Regions from separate parts of the Gossypium hirsutum genome. Here regions 2 and 3 are each linked to region 1. Evidence: chromatin contacts called from public Hi-C data. All regions are on one chromosome and are shown on one strand. Each heading gives the region's core, a stretch centred on a gene start, on an enhancer-like site or on the middle of the called end of the contact. The rest is flanking DNA. Distances are from core to core; before and after follow the strand shown.

Region 1 (3,120 bases), core at 169-2,668:
CATTATCTTTCAGATATGGATTCAACTCTCTAGGATGCATCGTCTTTATCTGGTAACAATATATGTACTATTATCACCTAACGATTCATGCACTAATAAAATATAAAGGCAGAAAGTAAAGAATGCATGCTCCATACAACCAAGAACCACAAATGCAAGCTTGTTTAGAACTCTCCAAAGTAAACATAACTAAAGCAGTCTAAGAAATAAAAAGAGAAAGAAGCTTATCAAATCCTCGTTAGAAAAGTTTGATTTTTTTCTGAACAACAAAGAGAACCGTAAAGCAGACAAGATATTTTTTGCTTTAAAATATAAATATCTCCATCAGCAAGCATTTATGTTTGTATTATGCCAGAATCAAAGAAAATAAAAGGTAAAAAATCAGCTAGAATTAATAGCTCAAGTGCCATACCTCCTCAGTAGGAGGTTCCTCAAGTTGTGCAACAGCAGCAGGTTCTAAATGTTTCTTATCAGTCTTAAATGCAGGTCTGAGCATCCATTCCAGTCCAATTTCTTTCCTCTCAATCTCCTTCTCTTTCAAAGGAGATTCTCCACCATCATCTGCAAACCAACAACAATAATAACTGATCAATGTCTAAAATGAACCAATCATCAATAATTCAGAACAAAAAATTCTCTTCTCTTACTCCTTTTCTTTCCAACTCCTGAATTACGTCTTCGATCCTCATCCACATCTTCAGACGAATAATCCACTGATGACGATGAATAACGTTTCTTTTTACTTCTGGATCGTTTCTTATTCCTCTTATCCTTTCTCCTATCTGAATGCCTCCCTTTATCTGTATCGGAACTCCCTTCGCTCTCACTTTCGCTTGAATACTCCTCTGATGAATACCACTTCTTATTTCGTCTAGATCCTTTTTCTATTCTCTCAATATCATCATCCGAAGAACCACAATACCCAGAACTTTTCCTTTTTCTTTTATTTTTTTCCATTTTACTAGTGTATCTTTTCTTCTTCCTATCTGAGTTCTCATTTTCTTCCTGGTACAAAAAAAAAACTAACTGAGGAAACTTTACTGACAAAAAGAAAGAAATGTGAAATTGATGAATTATACCTTATCAATCTCATCACGAGGTATAACCTTCACCCCAGAAAGCATATTCTACAGAATTCAGCGACTTCAAATTAAAATTAATTACGAAAGCGATAAGCTTCTATAATATAAAGTAGATAGAGATGTGAAATAAATAAAAAAAATCAAGCAGACTCACCGTTCCAAAGAGGACGAAGAGGGCTGTGGACCGGCGGTGGTTAGGGTTTGGAAAGGGAGGTTGCGACGGTTAATTTGAAGCTTGGGCTTGTATTTTGAGAGGTTTTCTTCTATCGAAGGGAAGACACTAGGTGGGTCTGGGATTTTAACCACGTGGGTAATTAGATCTAAACTCTACGATCTTAAGAAGAAATTATTATAGGAAAATTTCTTATATAAGTCCTTCCTATATACTATTACATTGGATATGGATCCAATTAAAAATAAATTATTATAGGAAAATTTTCTTATATACGTCCTTCTTATATAATATGGACCCAATTAATAAAACTAGATTAAGATATATTCACGATTTAAGTGAATATATTATATGATTTAATGTTGCGAAACAAAATTATTAAGATTAAACAATCAAATGCATATATACAATGTTAGAAAATCTTGGTATTTAGATATAACATATAGGTAAGTATAAAACATTATTGTTGAAATAGTGAACAAAATATGTTAAATTGTAGGCAAATAGTTTTTTATATATATATAGAAAAAGTAGCTTAGAATAAACCAAACTAAAATAAAAGAAGGCATTTGATTAATAAATGTATTAGTAGAAACAAAAATGCTTATACGTATACATTCGATTAATAAAATATAATATATAATATTTAAATACATGATTTAATAAATTTGTCAAATATTTTTCAATAAATGACTAGTTTATTATTAATAAATAGTATCGTTTATCTACTCAATCAAGCCAAATCACGTGCATCTGAAAATAGACCAACAAACAGAAACAACTAAGAGAAGAAAAAAAAACAATACTCATCCTTGTATAGAAAAAAGGGGAAAAAACAAATATCAATTTATCTCCCCCTCTCTTCAGCCAGTTTGTTGGAACTCTCGGCTCCCAATAAATTTCCTCCTTATCCATCTCAAAATTCAGCTTTACTTTAGCCACAACAATCTCACCCAAAGTATCAACGAATCAATCTCAGCTAACTCTACCAATCGATATAAGAATTTTCCTACCCTTGTTAAGCCTTCAATTCTTGCTCCATTGAATAAGTCTCTTCCCTAAAGCAACTAACTTGTTAGGAATATTACCAACACTACTCTCCCAAAGAGCTCGTACCTTAGCTTCGAAGCCTTCCTTCAATTTCTAGTTTGCATTGAACCGAAAAGTTTGACCCTCATTTTGGAACCTAGCAAAAGACTCAATTTGATTTGTGTTAATCAGCAAGGGACAATGATCAAAATAGCTATAAGGCAAGTGCTAAATCTTGTGATTTGTGAACCGAGAAACCCATCCTATAGAAGCTATTCCACGATCTAACTGCTCTCAAATGAGTGTTTCCTGAGATCTGTCACACTCCCAAGTTAACCAGTGCCCATCATAACCCAAATCCATGAGCTCATAGCCTTCCAAAGTAGAACAAAAACCCTCCATCTAACTAACTGAATGAAGATGGGCACCTTGCTTTTCTGGAGCATACAAAATTTCATTAAAATCTCCCACCACAAGCCATGTGATTCCATCAAGATCATACAAACTACGCAAGAGGTTCCAAGATTCTTATCGACGACTTTCTTCAAGGGCTTTATAAAATGTCGTGAATCTCCAAGCACTTCCACCTTCAATGATCTCAACATCAATATGGGATTAAGAGAAATTTGTTAAACTAACATTACATCCTTCTTTCCACCAAACCGACAACCCTCTATTAGCACCAATTAAACTATCATGAACTCCACTACATCCTTCTCAACAGTTGCCAGATAATGTGAACTACTCGTAAGTTCCCCAGCCCAAAAACATTCCAACTTAAAAGTTTCATTGGGACCGGTTGGCTTACTTTCCTAAACTTGCTGATCAAGTTGCAAT
Region 2 (3,120 bases), core at 279-2,778, 200 kb after region 1:
AAAAATAAATGGCCTAAAAGGTCAAATAAAAAAAAAGACATATATACCTTATTTAGCCTTGAATTTGACAATTTTTTCATTTTAGTTATTAAATTTAGATTTTATAAAAGTGTAATAACATGAAATTATGAGGATATGTAACATCACTATCTAAAACTTTAAAAAATTATAATTAAAAAAATTAAATTATATATATTTTAATTTTCAAGTAATAAATAGTATTATGTTATTTTATTTAATGAAAGTTCAAATATCAAAGTGAAACAAAAAATATAAGCAACAAAATAGATCTAATTATCAAGTTGATGAACTAAAAATTACATTAAACCTAAAAAGGAAAAAAAGCGAGTTGAGATAATGAGTTAAAAAGAGAAGGGGAGGAAGAAGAGGGACCAAGGTGAGGAAACCATCGATAATGAGTATTGGGGAAAATGCCGATTTTAGAAGGGGACCAATCCAAGCAAAACAGCTAGATGTCATGTTGTTGCCTTGTACACTTATTCCGCTATCAACCTTCCAATCTTGATGCTGTGAATTGGTAGTTGATTGATTTTCATTCCATAAAAGGTCTATCCAAATCCAACACCTTACAAAAAGGACCTTCTCCCCCAACCCATTCCATATTTACATCTAAGTTGTACTTTGATTTACAAACCTGGGAAAAAAAGGGGTTTTCAACAAATCAAAAGGAAATTTCAAGCAGGCTTAGTTCCACATTCTGCCCTAGAATTTAGATCTTGTGATGGATTCCATCTAGCTCCTCCCAAGTTCTTTTTGGCCCCTATTTTGTTTAGTCAAATTTTATAAAACAGGCATTTTGTATGGCTTTAGTCCTTTACTATAGTTTCTATCACTATTTAAAAATATACATGTCAAACGAAATTAAAACAAAAATGTTAAATTCAAGATTGAATATACCCATTTCAAAAACTATATTAAACAAAAATCAAATTATAATAGATTAAGTAAATTCATAAAGAATGCGAAGATTATTATATTTTTTTGTTTGTTGTGGGTGTTCTCCAAAGAGGTAAAAATCTAACTATGAAATGTGTTTCATTTTGATAGGCAAAAATCAAACATCCAATCTCAAAGTTAAAAGGATAAAATAAGTAACCACCGCACTATATCTCATGTTTATTTTTTGTTAAAAGTCTTAACCCCTCCCCAACTCATAAATATTTGGATAATGCGCTTCAACAAGCTTAAACCTACGTTCTCTTGCATTGAAAATGATATTCATGCTAATTGATTTAAGATTCAATCAATTTATTGTTGTTGTAGTATTTAATACCTTATTTATACATATACTCTGTTTTCGGAAGTTTTCTAGCAGGCGTCCTACTTGGAGCCATGGGCTTAGACCTACTTGCTAACCGGCAAACTCTGGGCCTTCCGAAAAATCCTCCTTCGGCTGCCCCCAAACAATTGACCGCATGGGCTTACTAAAAAAGCTGTTGTTAACAAATTTCTGTTGCTTCCTTTGTGTGACTTTACTAGGTTGAAGTTGGAACCAACCTGATGCGAATATAAGGGTAGGTAGTGCCCTAATTCTCAAAATTAAAAAATTTTAAATAAATATAAAATTATGTCGCACAATCATAAAAAAGGGTTATAATAAGATTAGATAATTTCGCATAAAAGATAAAATGCGATCACTGTCCTATCTACTTGGCTCACTCTCACGATACTTTCCCCATTCTCAATCGTCATCTACTCCTCACCTCACCTTTCTCCTCCGCAGCATGGCCACCTCCGCCGCTGCCGGTCCCATTAACCCATCCAACACTCGCCTTGGATGGATTGGGACTGGCGTCATGGGTCGATCCATGTGTGCTCATCTAATCAACGCTGGCTACTCTCTCACCGTCTTCAACCGTACCCTTTCCAAAGCCCAACCCCTCGTTGACATGGGTGCCCGCCTAGCCCAAACGCCTCACGACCTTGCCGCCCAATCCGATGTCGTTTTCTCCATCGTCGGTTACCCTTCCGACGTCCTCCAAGTCCTACTCGATCCCGTTAACGGTGCCCTCTCTGGCCTCCGTCCTGGCGGCATACTCGTTGACATGACAACATCGGAGCCTTCTCTCGCCGTCGAAATATCCACCGCTGCATCTTCCAAGAACTGCTCCTCAATCGACGCGCCCGTCTCTGGCGGCGACCGAGGTGCCAAGAACGGGACACTCGCGATATTCGCTGGGGGAGACGAAGCCATTGTCAACCGCCTAAACCCCATCTTTACCCTCATGGGAAAAGTTAACTACATGGGGCCTAGCGGGAAAGGCCAATTCGCGAAATTAGCTAACCAAATCACCATAGCATCGACGATGGTGGGATTAGTGGAAGGAATTATTTACGCCCACAAAGCAGGGCTGAATGTGGCGTCGTTTTTGGATGCGATATCGACCGGGGCAGCTGGCTCAAAGTCGTTGGATTTGTACGGGAGCAGGATTTTGAAGAGGGACTTCGATCCTGGTTTCTTCGTGAACCATTTTGTTAAGGATTTGGGGATTTGTTTAAAGGAATGTCAAAACATGGGACTTGCTTTGCCCGGTCTGGCTTTGGCTCAACAGCTTTATTTGTCGCTTAAGGCTCATGGGGAAGGGAATTTGGGAACCCAAGCTCTGATTTTGGCTTTGGAGAGGCTTAACAACGCGACCCTTGGTTCTTAAACCTGGTAAACTGTTAATTTCTAGTAACACTACATTGACGAACCCTATTAGATACTATGCTAAACTTAAAACTATGCTATGTGATGGTTGGTTTCAGTCTTCAGTTGTTCAACTTAATTTTGGTAGCTGATTGCTTTGATATGCTACCATTTACAGTTCCCATTTTATGGTTTTTGCTGCTATAATTGCTTTGAATGATGAACCATCTGTAGTTTATAGACTTTTTTTCCCTTCTCTACTTGAAATAATTATCAATTCCGAGTGGAAGGGCTTTGGGTAGGGGTTATAAGCTATGGAAGACATGTTCTGCAATAAGAGGGCAATGCTATCTCTTCAATTTTACAATCTTTAGAAATGGGTAGCGAGCACATTCGGTTTTCAGTTTTATGCCTGCCATTGTTGTGAGACACAAAGTGCATGCATACAGGCACGCGATTCAAAAAGGTTT
Region 3 (3,120 bases), core at 365-2,864, 160 kb after region 1:
TATTAAAAATATATATTAAGTATATTAAAATTTTAAATATATTAACCTTTTAAAATTAATTATATTTAACATTTCTTTTAATACATTTAAAATTTTAAAAACTTAAAAAAATCACATTAAAAACTGGTGGCACGAATTTATTTGGCTCCACTAAAAAATAGAAAATTTTTATTAAAGTCCTTCCATTTTTTCAGAAATTACAATATTTCCCTGATATTTATATAAGTGGCGTTATTCTATATGGCTCCACAAAAAAATTAATTTTTTTATCTCGATTGCTGACGTGTCATATTAGTGGCGTCAAACTCTTTGGCTCCACCAATTTTTATTGTAAATTTTAAGTCATTTACATGTATAATAAAAAAAGACTCATTTATGTAATTAATTAAATTTTTTAAGTTAATTTTATATAATAAAAAAAAAGAAGCCAAATATATGTATATATATATTACCTATCAATCATCTTTTGGTTGCTGCAGATGATGTTGCAGAAAAAGCTTGCTTTTCAGCAACCTCTGCTGCATCTAGAACCTTGTCTGCCATAGCCATACATACACGAAATGGATAATTCATATTTGGTGTCACAAATATCAGAGAAGAGAAATCAAGAATATGTGGCCATTGTTACTCACTAACACCATCAAGGGAAGCTAAAAGAACTTCTCCTGGAACCATGGATAAGAAAGCTTTCCCAGGTTTGGAGCTAACCAAAGGTGCCATCACTGTTCCACTAGCCGCACCAACCATGCCCAGCATTGCTTTGCTCATTTTTTCAGTCATTTTGGACAGCTTTCGCACACTACACAATCAGACATATGCAGTACCTTAGGCTCAGAGTTCAACAACTTTTGACTTTAATGAAAACTACTTTATGTCAACTTCACATAATATCCGGAAAAATAATTAAGTCTTGGGATACCGTTTTAGGCTTTTGTTGACAGCTCCACTACTCTTCCTAGTGGTCCTGCTGCTTTGGTAACCATTGTTACTTGCTGTAGGAGCTTGCATTAAAATGGTTTCTCCTCCTTTCTGAACCTGCTTTTTAATTCCTTCTTTTCTTTAGATTCACTAACCATGGTATGTTCTATACAAGGCTTTTTTAGCTTTAGCAATGAATGTTTTCTTAGGGTTAACTGATAAATGGCTAGAAGTAGAATACCAGTTGAAGTTGAAACTTGAAAGCAAACCTGGCTAGTATAAGCATTGCTGCATTTGAAGATTCCCTTCACAATCTGACCGGTCCCTCCAGCAATGGCCTTTGCCAAAACATTGTTATAAGATTCGATCCTGGGAGCATACTCCTTCCAATCCACATGTTTATCCCCAGATGAAGTTGCACCAGAAAAGCATGAATGCTCCTTCAAAAACGAATCCAAGGAGCTCATGAACCTGCTATCATACTGTCCCGAAAAAGTCACTCCATAACTCAGAGGATTCCCATCTTTCATGGGCAAGGAAAAGAGGTAGTGAAAGGAATCAAGCTTCACAACCGGCTCATCTTTTGTCAAAGGCCATTGAACATCTTCCCCAACTTTAATGATGGTAGCAAGAGGAACATCCTCTTCTAATACCCGCACAAGTGTGAACTCACCCTTGCCCAGTTCCAAGGCTTCTCCTTCCTCCATCAGATAAACCCTGCATCCTGGAATCTGCAAAAGAGGCTCTACTTTCAGATTCTTGGTTTCTGGGTATGCAACTACAGGTTGAGTTGAGGAGGGTTGAATGGGATGGTTATGGGAAGCTTTGGAACTTTTTCCCCTGAAACACCCCATATCTTTTCTATTATTTTTGCACCTAAGTTTGCTATGTTTTTCTTCAAGGGAACAAGTTTGGATATGAATGTGAAAGGAACAACAAAAAAAGGTTTGGCTGACGGCGGAAGTTTGGCTGTGATTGATTCTTTGTTTGTAACTTTATTCTGATTCCTGATGGATAGAGATAGGCTCGTTTGAAGTGTTACTTTCGGTGGAGGAAAGAATCAGAGCTTGACATATGATTTTTTTTTTTAATATTTAATTTGAAAGAACTATTCATAAGCAGGCTCAAACTCAAACTCACAACTTACTCCGTCAATTAACATCAGTTGGACTATTCCTTGCTAGTGCTTGAAAGGCAATTTATACCTTGCATTTTGGACCCGAAAACAAACTTAGACTTACATTAAAAGAAAACATATAAAGTAAGTCTTTATCTAAAAGCATTTCCTGCTTTTGGTTGAAATTTGATAAAACAAGAAAAGAGTAATGAAAATTGCAAAACATATAACACAAAATGGGCAGTCGATACATACAGATGCGGATTGGAAAACTGTAAAATCACAACCACTAAACTTTGTCTCACATTTGAACACCGACTGTATATAATCATTTAATAAAATTACAGGACGAAATCGATACAAGTTACAAAGTCAGCCCCCGGATGAAGAGGGTTGATAAAATTAAGAATAAATCTGATTGAATGGCAACTAAAAAATGAGGGCGAAAATTCCTAAACCACTAAAACCAATCCAATAAGGAATCATCAAATAATCCCACCACCAATCAACTAAAGAATCTGTGCTTCAGAAACCTTGCTGCTTCCACTCGGATCTAAAAATGAAGAGCCACAATGGTCACAAAAAATAAACATTCCTTCTCTCTGCTAAACCTCGTATTTCTTGGGTTGATGCCATTGACACAAACTTCTCGCCAATGAGCTTAGGAATGAGGCTTTTGGAGGAGCTCCTTTTTTCCCATATAAATGCTTACCTCCCAAGTCTGTGAACTTTGGTCCCCTACCTCTGTTCCTTTCAATCTGCACCATTACACAAATACTGCTAAGCTTCCAACAAATTAATAGACCTCGAGGTCATTATGAATGGTTTAATTTAAGTGCTATGCTCCACTGACTTACCTTGTTTATTTTTCCATTCTTCAAGTGATATCGAATACCCGACCAATTGATTGATTGAGAGAAATGAGATCGGAAGGCAGAGATAGGGTATAGAAAGTTATCAACCAGCAATGCGACAAATATCTGCTCAGTCACAAAACAATTTCATCTACATACTCGAAAAGCGATATAACCAAGCTTCAAGTCAAAATTCAGACCTAATCAAACAAAAAACAGAGTTGATTTAAC

What was found. Hi-C and Micro-C count contacts between places; a contact is called where the count stands out from the background.
Region 2: a contact with region 1 is called in a Hi-C map of leaf, with 1.7 times the contacts expected there. The contact joins the promoter of LOC107901167 here to the promoter of LOC107901173 in region 1. A contact is called at or near these places in 7 of 34 Hi-C or Micro-C datasets (callus and leaf).
Region 3: a Hi-C map of leaf shows a contact between it and region 1, with 2.7 times the contacts expected there. The contact joins the enhancer-like site here to the promoter of LOC107901173 in region 1. A contact is called at or near these places in 6 of 34 Hi-C or Micro-C datasets (callus, fibers, leaf and 1 more).

What each region holds. Positions count from the first base shown.
Region 1 is chrD06:12,019,083-12,022,202 of Gossypium_hirsutum_v2.1, forward strand. It overlaps LOC107901173 (CWF19-like protein 2 homolog), which reads right to left and starts at 1,419. Exons shown (of 11, transcript XM_016827070.2): 1 at 1,237-1,419; 2 at 1,080-1,127; 3 at 648-1,005; 4 at 413-561; 5 at 1-49. The coding sequence starts at 1,124.
Region 2 is chrD06:12,219,855-12,222,974 of Gossypium_hirsutum_v2.1, forward strand. It overlaps LOC107901167 (probable 3-hydroxyisobutyrate dehydrogenase-like 1, mitochondrial), which reads left to right and starts at 1,529. Exons shown (of 1, transcript XM_016827061.2): 1 at 1,529-2,771. The coding sequence starts at 1,650. The coding sequence ends at 2,672.
Region 3 is chrD06:12,177,222-12,180,341 of Gossypium_hirsutum_v2.1, forward strand. LOC107901168 reads right to left here. Exons shown (of 14, transcript XM_016827063.2): 13 at 2,893-3,015; 14 at 2,331-2,793. The coding sequence ends at 2,641. It also overlaps the pseudogene LOC107901169. Among protein-coding and RNA genes, the nearest start is that of LOC107901168, 6.6 kb to the right of the region's middle. Within about 2 kb of position 1,615, at least 5 of the 9 cell types and tissues checked have an H3K27ac peak or open chromatin away from gene starts, as enhancers often do. A contact at or near this core is called in fibers, where this site is marked.